Linked DNA regions of Xenopus laevis: region 1 is linked to region 2. Evidence: chromatin contacts called from public Hi-C data. All regions are on one chromosome and are shown on one strand. The core of a region is the stretch at or near the end of the contact, and the rest is flanking DNA. Distances in the headings are between cores, read along the strand shown. Region 1 has its middle 21 kb from the start of ankrd65.L. Region 2 holds the start of LOC108696557 (transmembrane protein 88).

Region 1 (6,355 bases), core at 3,275-5,774, 69 kb before region 2:
GTTAGATTATTTAGAACGTCCCTTTCCACTAGAGAAAACTGCGTAAGTTGTAGTTACATTTTAGGGAATATATCATGAATACGATTTTTGCTCACTAATGTGTAAATTAAAGCAGCCACTGTTGTAATGCCTATGTTTATAAATGAACTGATACAAGTTTTGTCTTTCTTTGCAGATTTTATGCTGGTTGTATTGTGTTAGGGTTGCAGTTCCTACACAAACACAACATTATTCACAGGTACGTACTGATGAAATGCAGATAGTTTTAAAGCAAAGCCACATGTTTCCTTTGGGTGCAGTGATGAAGCACTAGGAGTCCCACAGGGATTTCACCCTTGAGCCAAATGTACCTTTATGTATATTATTTGATTCATTTGGTTAGCCATGTTTTTGTTTTCTATAATGTGATGAAACATGCCACTAGGTCACCTGCCTTTCATGAAATATTTATAATGTGGCTTGAATATTTTTGCTAACCCTTTCCTACAATGGTCCAGATTCAATTCAATGAGAAAAGATTATCGCCTTGTTTATCACATGAACTCAATTCTAGGAGAAAAAAATTTTCTCCAAATTCAGTTCCAGTTTTTCCCCCCATAGACTTCAATAGAGTTTTTATGTGATAAACCATTAGATACGTTTTTCTGAATTGAATCTCAAATTCATCTCGTCCAAGACTTTTCACGTGATAAACCTTTTTCTCACTGAATTGAATCTGGCCCATTGTGCCATAATTATATTTCCTTTTCCAAATATTTCCCTTTTTGTATGAATTTACTTGTGTTTTCATTATTGCAGAGACATAAAGCCAGAAAATATACTCATAGCCAGTGATGGATACTTAAAGATCACTGATTTTGGACTTTCGAAGAAAAGTAAGATGTACATTTGTTTGTAAGGGGTTGGGGGTTAAGAAAATATAACTTCCCTGAGCCCAATCATTTATGAGGCCTACAGAGCAGCAGCTGTATGCAAAGAGAAAGTAAAAAAAACATTTTTTGGGCAATAAGTTTTGAAAATATGTGTATAGGCCATTAACAACATAAGTCATCGATATATTTAGTTTTCAATGTGGGTATTTCTGGTTCACCATACTGCCAATGACATCAGATCATTAGCCTAGTTCATCAGGCCATACCCTCACTAGCTGCTTCTAACGAGATTGTAACATAGTAGATAGGTTGTGATATTTGTTTTTTTGCCAACTAGAATAAGACAATTATAGCACAACCAGGACTAAAACTATAAGCTGAACCAGTAAATAAAATAAGAGGAAAATATACAAACATATACCTTTTAATATTTCCATCAGACAAATACAGTGTTAAAACCGAAACAAATAAAAGGTAAAGAGGCCCTTTAAAGGAGTGTAAGGATATGGAATGCTGATGTCCAATTAACATTTTTTCTTTTTTAATTTAAGCTAAGATATATGGAGGCGTAGCTTGGACCATCTGTGGAACCCTTTACTATATGGCCCCTGAACTTATTGAATGTGATCGCCACACAAAATCTGTGGATTGGTGGGCATTGGGAATCATGATTTATGAAATGCTTGTCAGTGTGGTAAGTATCTATTAACAGAATTTACAAGGGAGCTTTGATCATGTTGCACTGAATATAGATGTAAACAGAGGTCCCTTGACTTGAAAAAGGACCAGAACAACAAATAACTCATATTTAAATAATATTTTCACACCAGTTGTTTAAATTCTATACATGTCACAATATTTACCTGATTTTCTCTTTAGATAAATAATAATGATACATATTATGATTTGAATCAGAAAACACTAAAATATGAAAGTACATACTTGGGTAGTGTAATAAAAGGCACAAATAACCCATATAACGGGCAACATTTACTATCCTTTTTTTTAAAGGATTGTATGTCACTATTACTTTTACCTTTATGTCTGATTACACAAATGCTGCAGCAGGATCATAACCAACTGATCAGCTTCAAACAAAGATTAATTCTACTTTTGAAATACTCTAAAGTAACTGCATTTTTTAGTAACTGTATTTTTTTACATTCTTTCTTCTGCAGCCACCATTCACAGGGCCAAATGCAATAATACATGAACGAATTAAAAGAGATGAGCCAACGTATCCAGTAATGATCAATGACAAAGCCATCAATATAATAAAATGAGTAAGTTATCAGCATGAAATCAGTACTTTACCATGAAATATTTAAAGGTTTAGCAAAAAAATCAAGTTCAACATTTAAGTTGTGCATGTTGACATGTAATAACCTTTTTCATGGGTTAGTAAACCACATGTGTTAGTAAATGTGTACACAATTTAGGTAACAGACTTATCTGTGTATAACAATATATGTATATTTTCATAGCTCCTGATAAAAGACCCAAAAAAACGTCTTGGAGCAAGTGATCGAGATGCCGAAGAAGTCATGGAATGTTCTTTCTTTGAGGTATGGGGTCTAAACAGACTCATATAATATTTTCACGTTTTTTCAAATTGACTGCATTCTTAAAATAAAAATTGAATCTTTTAGCATTGGCGAGAACTCTAAAAATCAATTAATAATGCCAGAGCCAATGCCCTAACTGTTTGCTGATTTATACATGTGAATAAAGATTTGTTATGCATTGAATAATAACATTTTTACCATTTATTTTCTGTTTTAAAGCAATTGGACTTTGATGCCCTCTCAAAGAAGAAAATAACACCCCCGTTTATTCCCAAAAAAAAAAGTCGAGGATGTTTTTCTAGAATGTTTCCTAAATGTCGAAGACAACTTAAATTGTCCAACAGTCAATACAAACAAACACCGAAACTTGTCGAACGGGAGTTTCAGGACTTTGATTGTTCTATGTTGTAACTACATTGTTCTACGTTGTATGGAACCATCACAAAATAGGAGTAATTTTTTAATTAAAAAACCTTTTCATAATACCTCAGTTTAGTATTATCTTTTTTGTATCTATGAATTTTGTTGCCACAACCTTTTTTCTCATAATTAAAATTTGTTTAGTGGCATGCACTACTTTCCCCTTTGTTATAGTTTATACAGTAGCAGTGGCTAGCTACGTGTTGTAGCTCCCGCCATTCCCTACAGTCAGGTAATCCCAGTGGTGTCCAATTAAAAGGGCAACCATTTATCCATTTTAAGCTTGGAATCTTGTAATGTAGTCTTGTAAATGTAGTCCCTCTAAAAAAGCTTAAAGGAAAACTATACCCCCAAAATGAATACTTAAGCAACAGATAGTTTATATCAAATTAAGTGACATATTAAAGAATCTTACCAACTGGTATATATATATATGTGTAATATACATGTGTATATATATGTAAAATACATCTCTTGCCTTGGACCACCATTTCATGATGGTCTCTGTGCTGCCTCAGAGATCACCTGACCAGAAATCCTACAAATCAAAACTGTAACAGGAAGAAGTGTGGAAGCAAAAGACAAACATGTGGTTTGTTTGTGTGCAACCTGAATCCTACGATCCCAGGGGGCGGTCCGTAATTTTTAAAATGGCAATTTTCTATTTAAGATTACCCAATGGCACATATTATTATGAAAATGCTTTATTTACATGAAGCAGGGTTTTACACATGAACTGTTTTACTCAATATCTTTTTATAGAGACCTACATTGTTCGGGGGGTATAGTTTTCCTTTAATTACATGCTAATTTTGTTAATGAATCAGACCAGGGATGACAGAGTTGGGCAGCTTGACTATATTGTATTATATGAAGAAACAATCCCTGTTATACAGTATCTAGTATTCAATTTAATCAAAGGCAACTGGACATCCTAGAGTTTTTACCATGTTTTACCACTCATCCGAGTGGCTTCTTCAGTTCAGTTGATGTGGTAGGAAATCCCCTGGCATTTAAAACCTTTGAGGGTAGTAAATCGAATTCGATTTTCGAGATTTATGATACTCTCACCTTTTAAGAACTCAAATCCGACTACTCCCAACCTAAAACCTGCTGAATTGCTGTTTAAGTCAACGGGAGAGTTCCAGGGATCATATTGGAGTTGTTTGCAGCCTTACTGACGTTCAAGTTTTTTCCGGAGAAAAATTATAATCTAAATCGGTTTGAGGTTTCCGGTGGATTCAATTCATCCGAGTTTTAAAAATGTGATTTTTATTAAAAGAGACATTTATCTAATACTTATTTTCAGTTATATGATTCATCCTTCCTCAAAATATGTTATGAAGCAGAAAACAAAACGGTTTTAAAACATTTTACCTCTTACAAATGTCCTTGTATCAGAGCTATAGAGATATGTTTCTTCTAGGCTTTCCACCTGCCCGGTATTTTACTGGCCTGGCCGGTAAAAATGCTGGTTGATCCCAATGTTATTAATAGGGGAAAAAGATAAATATGTAGGAAGGCCGGTGTTTTTTTCCAGAAAAGGTGGCAACCCTAGTTTCTACTTCAGAGTTTAGGCTGAAATGAAGGGTGGGAGTGCCTCTTCAATCTCTCACAGGAAGTGGTAACAGCACTGACTGACAGACTAAACTATGTATTAGCAGGCAAAACCCCTCCCCTCCCACCTTCCTGCCTGTGTGTCTGTCTGTTCTCAGCCTGCTCCATAAACTCCCTGCATCCCTGCAAATTGTCCCAATTAAAGAACAAAAGGCTTCTGTTTTGTACTATGGATTGTTTTATACAACTTCCTACCCCCCAGCCATACCATTACTATGGTAGTTGTGCTGGAGAGCAGGTTTGGCAGTGATAGTGGATGCACCTGCCTCCTTCCGCCCACTGTGGTGCGCATACACAAATGTTCAGTTGGAAAAATTACAGGATTTCTATGCATCAAACCCTGCGTGATTGCAGTATCTGCTTCCTGTATAGTCACGTGCCTGACTGTACTTTACACCTGTAGCCTCTAGGCACTTAGTACATCATCATAAACATTATAATAAGCACATTATTTACCATTTTTGTAATGTAACAAACCAATTAATAATTTGAACTATCATTCATTACTTCTTCCACAAGATGGTGCCACATCTTCATATCTTGAGTATGAAACCGGATGTGACTCTTGTGTGCCCAGAGATAAAATTTTATAATCAAAAAATAATACTTTATAATATCCAAGCTGAATGTCTATTGAAGTTTCATTACCAGCAACATGGAACTGAAAGCATATTAAAGCATTTCCTTTTTTTCTCATCATTGTGTACATAGAATATTTGGTGACAGTCATGTTTCCTTTTAAGGTGCATAGAGAGAGATGTCCAAAGAATCATAAGGTGTTGCAACCTCAATTTATATTATAAGGTAACATCAGCATCTCAGTATTAATTCCACCAAAATGTTTTACCTGTGGACATCAAAGGAGTTTTCCTATTGCACACTGGCTCAGCATCTAATTGGGACTGTGCTGTAAGACTGACAGTATAAAATATATATGTAGCAGTAGGGAGAAGGAAACTGAGGGGAACAAAGAATTATTTCTAAAAATAAGTAGCGGAGGAAAGTTCTTCTGTCAATTTTAATAAATGTGGTCTTATTACTAGTCTCAGTCTGCATACCATTTTAAAGGGGTTGTTCACCTTTAAATTTTTTGTGTTTTTAAGTTATTTAGTTTTTTGTTCAGCAGCTCTCCAGTGTGCAGTTTCAGCAGTCTGGTTGCTAGGGTCCTAATTACCCTTCCATTGACTTGAATAAGAGGCATGGCTATAAATAGGAGAGGGTCTGAATAGAGGAATGAGTTATAAAAAGTAGCAATAACAATACATTGGTAGCCATGCAGAGCATTTGTTTTTAGATGGGGTTAGTGACCCTCATTCGAAAGCTGTCAGTAGAGTCTGTAGAAGAAGGCAAATAATTAAAAAACTATAAATAATGAAGACCAATTTAAAAGTTGCTTAGAATTGTCCATTCTATAAGTAAATCCTTAGCTATGTTTTGTATGAAAATATGTGAATATTTTCCTCTATTCATCACTTCATTGCTTACTGGGAATTTTTGTGCCAATTTGTAAAATCAGAAAAATATCAACTAGAACGTATTTATTTGCTTTTCAACTAGGAATCAGATGGGTTAACTGATTCCTTGCATCCAAAGTGGAGGTGGGATTTTTCTATTCATTGTTCCTATTCATGCGCAAGTCAGAATACAGATCATGCACAAGTACATTCATAAGTAAATAGTGATATTGTCAATAGCATTCACAAAGCAAGCAACAGGAGACAAAAGGCTTTGCTTGTTTGGCCCCTTTGCAAGCCATTAACTGCAGGCTGAACTGCAGAGAAAATCATACAGCATCCTTATGGGTACATACATGTGCAACCTCCTTTCTATATGATATACAAATTACAGTTAACCCATGGTTGTCCATTTTCCTATGCAACA
Region 2 (6,433 bases), core at 3,746-6,245:
ATCATTCGATTGATGGATTAAAATCCTTCGAATCGTTCAATTCGAAGGATTTAATCGATTTTTCCTTCGATCGTTCGATCAAAAGAAATTGCGGTAAATCCTTCGACTTCGATATTCGAAGTCGAAGGATTTAACTTTGAGGGTCGAATATCGAGGGTTAATTAAACCTCGATATTCGACCAATAGTAAATGTGCCCCTAAGTACTGTACATCATGCACGTGGGCTGCTTAGTTTTTTTGCCAGGGCTACTTTAAACTTCCAGTCCGGCCCTGGTGGAATATAATATGGCCATTTTGTGACACATGGGAGTAAGGGGTGGACATTCAGAATAACTTAGTTGCTGGACAATTTGAATGAGGATAAATGTGGGGCAGATGCTGACTTTTTCAGATCTTTTGGGGTATTGAATCACACAAGTGGTGGTAAGCAACAGCTGCAGCAACAATACATACTGGAACACTACATTTATCTTCTAAAACTTCCTTATATGTTGCCTTGGATACATAAACTGGTTGTTTTTAATATATCATGCACCTTTTTCATACACCCAGCTAAAAATATTATTTTAGCATATTGGTCTATCATATAACTAATCTATATTACCAGATTACTCCATGTTATTTCATATTATTCTCTGTGTGTTTCCATCCTCTCTTTTTGGATTCTATATATTATACGGACAATTGTATTATTCATCTGTTAGCAGTTATTCTCCATTTGCTTGATGATCTATTTTGAATGAGTACTGTGCTGTTGATAGCAGCTATCTTCCTTCCATTTTAATGTATCATCTTTTTACGTTTTCATATAAACGGAGTCATTTTCATTCTTCATTTAAGTAATTGTAGGATACTTTATGGCTATTGATGAGGTTTTGTTGAGGTTTTATCTGTGAATCTTTGATGAACTGATGGGCTAATGCTAGATAATAGCAGGCTGGTCAGCCACTTGTTTTTCAATCATATTTTAACTCCTTGCTTTAAATAAATGATTCCTCATAATAATTCATACTCAGAAAACATTACATCTCTAGTGAAGGTTGTTACATTGAGTCCCTAACAGAGATCCCCTAGTTTGAACTTTAAGAAAATATATTTTAAATGTAAAATGAAAGGTAATCTATTACTATAATTGCTTAGTTGTTTCAGTGAAATGTTTAGAACAAAAGCCATTGTGTCTCAGTATTAGTATGTCCTTTACAGTACCACTTTATGTTTGTTGGCAACTTCATATTATTTCAAGGGTATTCAATAGAGCGGTGCCACCAACAGCCATGGATAATCTCCACTCAAAAACATGAACGTCTGGAATGAAGTAAAGTGATTCTGACACTATTTCAAAAATCAAAAGATGGTTTTCCAGCAGTGCAGCCAAGCCTTACATTGTGAGGTTACTAAAGAAACAGGCTTGAATGGATGGGATGCAGGCACTGACCCAACACACACATTTATGTGCTTTAAGCCTGGAAGTTCCTTTTGAAGAAAAGTGTCATTGTCAAAAAATTAGGTCCAGAGAATCACATAACAAATGATTTCTGAAATAGTGTCAGTATGCCTTAACTTTAGATCAAACCATCTATGAGATAAGATAAACCCAGGGAGAGCCCTATGGCATAACTGTTCAGGGAGAAATATGAACGCATTCATGTTTTGGAGCTAAATGCATGTACAGAATAATGTATATTGTTTATATATCCCTTTTTATCCGCAATAAAAGCTTGTAATTACACAGCCTAGAAGGTTATTCTGTGACCCTGAAAACACAAAGACCCCTTACTGCATATTGTGTGTATAATAATATATTCCTCAAGCCTTGTGGGTGTCAGCATGCTTCGTGGGACTTGTAAAGTGTAAATGTCTTTATAGGGTCTTCCGACTGGTTAATATTGTGTTTGAGCATCAGTGACAACTGCCCGGCAAACACCTACCAAACCAAATTCGTAGTATAAAAAAGAAAATTCACCATGTAAAGCTCACCATTAAAGCCAACTGTCAATGTTAAAGGGAGAAAAACCTATAACTTTTGCTTTGTGTAAGCAAATGCTTCATTAAAAATGTGCCTTGGAGATACCATTCTAGACCAGTTACATGCCTGATATATTGCTTTTCCAGTGACATACTAACTCTTTAAGCGTCATGTGTACTAGACATTAAAGTACTACTTGTGCCAGTTCTGTAGATTCTACATTTTCAGGTTGCCTTTCATTAATTAGTGAAGCTCTAAGTGTTTATTGGCAACACTCGACGCTGTAAGATCAAAGGCATCCAACATTAAAGCATTAGATGAGTAGTTCATTTTCAGAGAACATAATGTTTTCAAACAGTACACTACAATTAATATGGCCCATTTACAAAGTACAAGTTCTGGTAGTGTAACAATATTTTTCTATTTTCCTTTAACCTCATAGGTTCTCCAAAATCAAGCAAGGGTAGAACATTTACCTTTTTCCTTATCACTTAGCTCAGCACAGGTTACACACCGATATAACATGGCCTCTGTTAAGAATTCCAAACTCTGGCATATACGTCAGGAGGATTAAAAAAGGGGTGTACTTTACTAGTACATTTGAGATTATGATGCTTCTTTGCTACTTATTACATGCCTTCTAGATATTTTGTGCAAAGAGCAATGCACAATCTCTATGTAAAACTGACCTATATTAAATCATCAAAGCAAACATTTGAGCAATACTGACATTTACACAGCAATTGTACATCAACCCCTTTTTCAATCTTTATTCTTATATATATATGTAAACAGAAGTTATACCTTTATAAATTAATGTTTTTGATCAATTACTTGTCAAGTACCAACATGGTGATAAAAACAATGGAGTACGAATCTATAATAATTTTGCAGCAGGCTTTACTTCATACCTACATGTATTTAGCTACATATCTGTCCACACTAAATACTGTTTGTGTTTAATGTATTTTCAATTACTGTATATAAAATAGTCTCTGTGAAGCTGACATAATAGAAGGACACTGGGAAATTCTCTTCTGCCCTTGGAATTGGGAGTAAGCACTATGGCACACGCTTGAAAACCTCAGTGGTTGAATGCCTTTCCCTACCCTTCAAATGAAGGTTTAATCCCTGAACCTATACTGTATGGTGTGTATAGGTGCAAGTATATTTGCCAATAGTTAATTAGGTTGGAAAAAACCCAAAGCCCATCAAGTGCAACCCAATGAACGCTAGTTCATATATTTATATATACACATACATATAGAGACCTACTGTATCTACACACTCACACATATAAACAATATATACTGATGCCTATGTAAATTGTAAATTATCCCTCTGCTCTCATACTTTATATTACAGTTATATATTGCATTTTTATTACACCATAAGCAGCCCTATTCCTTGGTGTCTGAAAGGTCTTGGTTTAATATGGAATTTATTCTTTACTCTTCATTGGCTGCATAAAAATAACTTAGTGATTAATCACTGCACCTGAGTTTTTTATAACCAATATTAAACCACTGGCAAAAAGGAGTAGCTTTTTGTACAGGGGAATTCCCGAAGCATAATATTTCTTCTTTTCACCGACCATCAGATAAAATGATTTGAAGCTGCAGCACCTACTAGCAAATATACAGGTATGGGACCTGGTATCCAGAATGCTTGGGACCTGGGGTTTTCCGGATAAAGGATATTTACATATTTTGGATCTCCATATCATAAGTCTACCAAACAATATTGTAAACATGAAATAAACCCCGTAGGCTGGCTTTGCTTCCAATAAGGATTATTTATGTCTTAGTCTGGATCAAGTACAAGGTACTATTTTATTATAACAGAGATATATATAACAATATTATAATATTTTATTATAACAGAGAAAAAGGAAATCCTTTATAAAAATTTGGATTATTTGGATAAAATGGAGTCTATGGGAGAAGGCCATCCTGTAATCTGGAGCCTTCTGGATAATGGATTTCCGGATAATGGATCTCGTACATGTATTAATGTAAATATTTATTCATTGTTACTTAAAAAAAAAAAGTCTACTAAAAAATAATGTAAACATGAAATAAACATAATAGACTGGCTTTGCTTCCAATAAGGATTAATTATTTCTTAGTTTGGATCAAGTACAAGGTATTGTTTTATTATTACAGAGAAAAAGTGTGAATTATTTGATTATAATAGAGTCTATGGGAGACAGCCATCCAGTAATTTGGAGCTTTTGGATAACGGGGTTCTGGATAACAGATTCCATACCTGTATGAAAGAAATGTTATAAACATTAGAATAAAAATATAAAAAGGTTTTTATATTCCTATAGACCTTCCCCGGTGTTGCATGAAGCCCCACTATAGGGAAGGATTAAAAGGCAATGATTTTTTCCAGCAGGCAGCCTGCAAGTAATAAATTATACAATTACAATTTTTTATGAACACTGTATGGAAATGCATATAAAAATGAAGGATTTGGTTGGTGATTTCTGCCATGAAACCTTAATTAGTCATTTAACTTTGTAAATGGAGCACAGTAATTAAAATGAAAATGCTACACATACACATATTATGTAAAGAGAGAGAGAGAGCAAGGTAAAGAGAAATTAGGGAGAACAAGAGAGAGAGAGAGAGAGAGAGAGAGAGAGAGAGAAAGACAGTGGAGAAGACAGAGAGAAAGGGGAAACTTAATAGATAAGGTGAGAGAAAAGCAATGCAGAATATGTTATCGCTTTGGAAGTAAAATATAAATGTATAGAAAAGTGTTTTTTCTTATCCATTCTGTATTCCATGAACTCCTTATGTGACATGCTCAAGTTGACAGGTATCATTCACACTTTTTAAGCACATCTAAGATGACTTGATGGCAAACTCTCTGCTCTATTAACCCCCAGCTGGGAAGTGTGACAGAAGTCATAAATGGTGTCGGAGTAATGACATTGTGTTTTAACCCGGAATAACCCAGGCTGATTGACTGAGCCCTAGGTGTAAATCTGTTTAGTGCATATGAAAGGGAGAAGCAGATGCAGGAGCAGCGGATTGGCTAGTGGGCGCTGAGAGTTCTTTGAGGCAAGCTTACAAAGCCAAGGCAGTGCACAGTGCTGCATCGACACTGTGATGCTGAAACAGCCATCTGCTAACACGGTCGCTATGCAATCTCTGGGATGGTTCTTCTCAAGAGACAGTCTCTAACAGACCCACTCTCATATTTACCCACTGTTGGAATACATCTGAAACTCTCCCATGGAACCTGCCAACCAGCCAACTGTGTAACAGTGGACTCCAATAACAGACTCCAATAACAGGAGGGAAATATAAAGATCTTTGAAATCCAGAACATCCACGAGGATAAAACTGAATCTTGGTGAGACCTCAATTACTTTAAAGGACAATCACACACAAGTCAAATCCAATATTACGGCAAGAGGAGAAAGGAGAGCTCAAGTGACACGCTAAATAAACAAAAGGAGGAAAAGGACAGGAGCAGATGGACTTTTGCTACAAGCAGTTGTGAACATTAGGGTTTGGAAATTAAAGTTGACAAGGGAGGAGAACTGTGATACGAGAGCTAGGCTGAGACTAAACATTTGTGTTAGCAGGTTGAAAGAAGTCAAGGTTACTGTAAAACATGTCTGACCAAGACATTGAAGACTTTGAAGCAGACAATATGTCAGATACCTCTCAGATGATCCCCAGCCTCCCACCCTATAATATGGAAGATCAGCTCCTGCCTATGGAGTCTCGGAGCAGGTGGGGGTGCTGGATGTGGACGCTGCTGGTTACCGGAGCTAACTTTGTGGCTTTCCTAGCTAACTTCATCATACTGTTTTTTATATTCACCATTGTCCTGACACCCACTATCGTTGTGGTTTACTTTGGGTTTCAATGCCACTCCAGGGTAAGTAAAGTAATGCTCCATCCCTCAGGGAATACAGTCATAAAACGCACCAATTACACATAAGGAAAATCACATTGACACAAGGCTATTTATTCTCACATCTCAGTATTATCCAGTCTACATTTATCTGTATATTTATCCTTTACACAAACATGACTCCAAGTACCAGAAACAAAAACCTGATTATTTCTGTACATTTTATTGTTGTTTAGAATATTATATTATGGGAACATCACTTAATGATATAGTGAAGGTTGGGAGAATGGCTACTGATTGCAGCCCAGTAACTGAGGTCACTTTGAATTCTATCTGGTAAAATATGCCATGGCTGAGAGCATCTGTTTTATTCTACTGACATTGTATAAGCACATACATATAAATGCATTTGCTGACCCAGTCGGTCAGATGTCAAAAAGGGGTTACAGAGCAATTGAAAATTCAAGTGGATTTGTCTTCGTTTAAAATAAATTCTCTGAATATTAATGGAATAAATATTTTCTCTAAAAGTTATATTTAAGTACAATAATACAACCTAGGGGGAAAATGGGTGTTTTCTCCTGCTGAATA

Evidence for each region. Hi-C and Micro-C count contacts between places; a contact is called where the count stands out from the background.
Region 1: a contact with region 2 is called in a Hi-C map of the XTC cell line, with 2.4 times the contacts expected there. The contact joins the enhancer-like site here to the promoter of LOC108696557 in region 2. A contact is called at or near these places in 2 of 4 Hi-C or Micro-C datasets (the XL177 cell line and the XTC cell line).

What each region holds. Positions count from the first base shown.
Region 1 is chr7L:96,556,885-96,563,239 of Xenopus_laevis_v10.1, reverse strand. No RefSeq gene overlaps it. Among protein-coding and RNA genes, the nearest start is that of ankrd65.L, 21 kb to the left of the region's middle. Within about 2 kb of position 4,524, at least 1 of the 7 cell types and tissues checked has an H3K27ac peak or open chromatin away from gene starts, as enhancers often do.
Region 2 is chr7L:96,487,957-96,494,389 of Xenopus_laevis_v10.1, reverse strand. It overlaps LOC108696557 (transmembrane protein 88), which reads left to right and starts at 4,995. Exons shown (of 2, transcript XM_018226029.2): 1 at 4,995-5,866. The coding sequence starts at 5,597.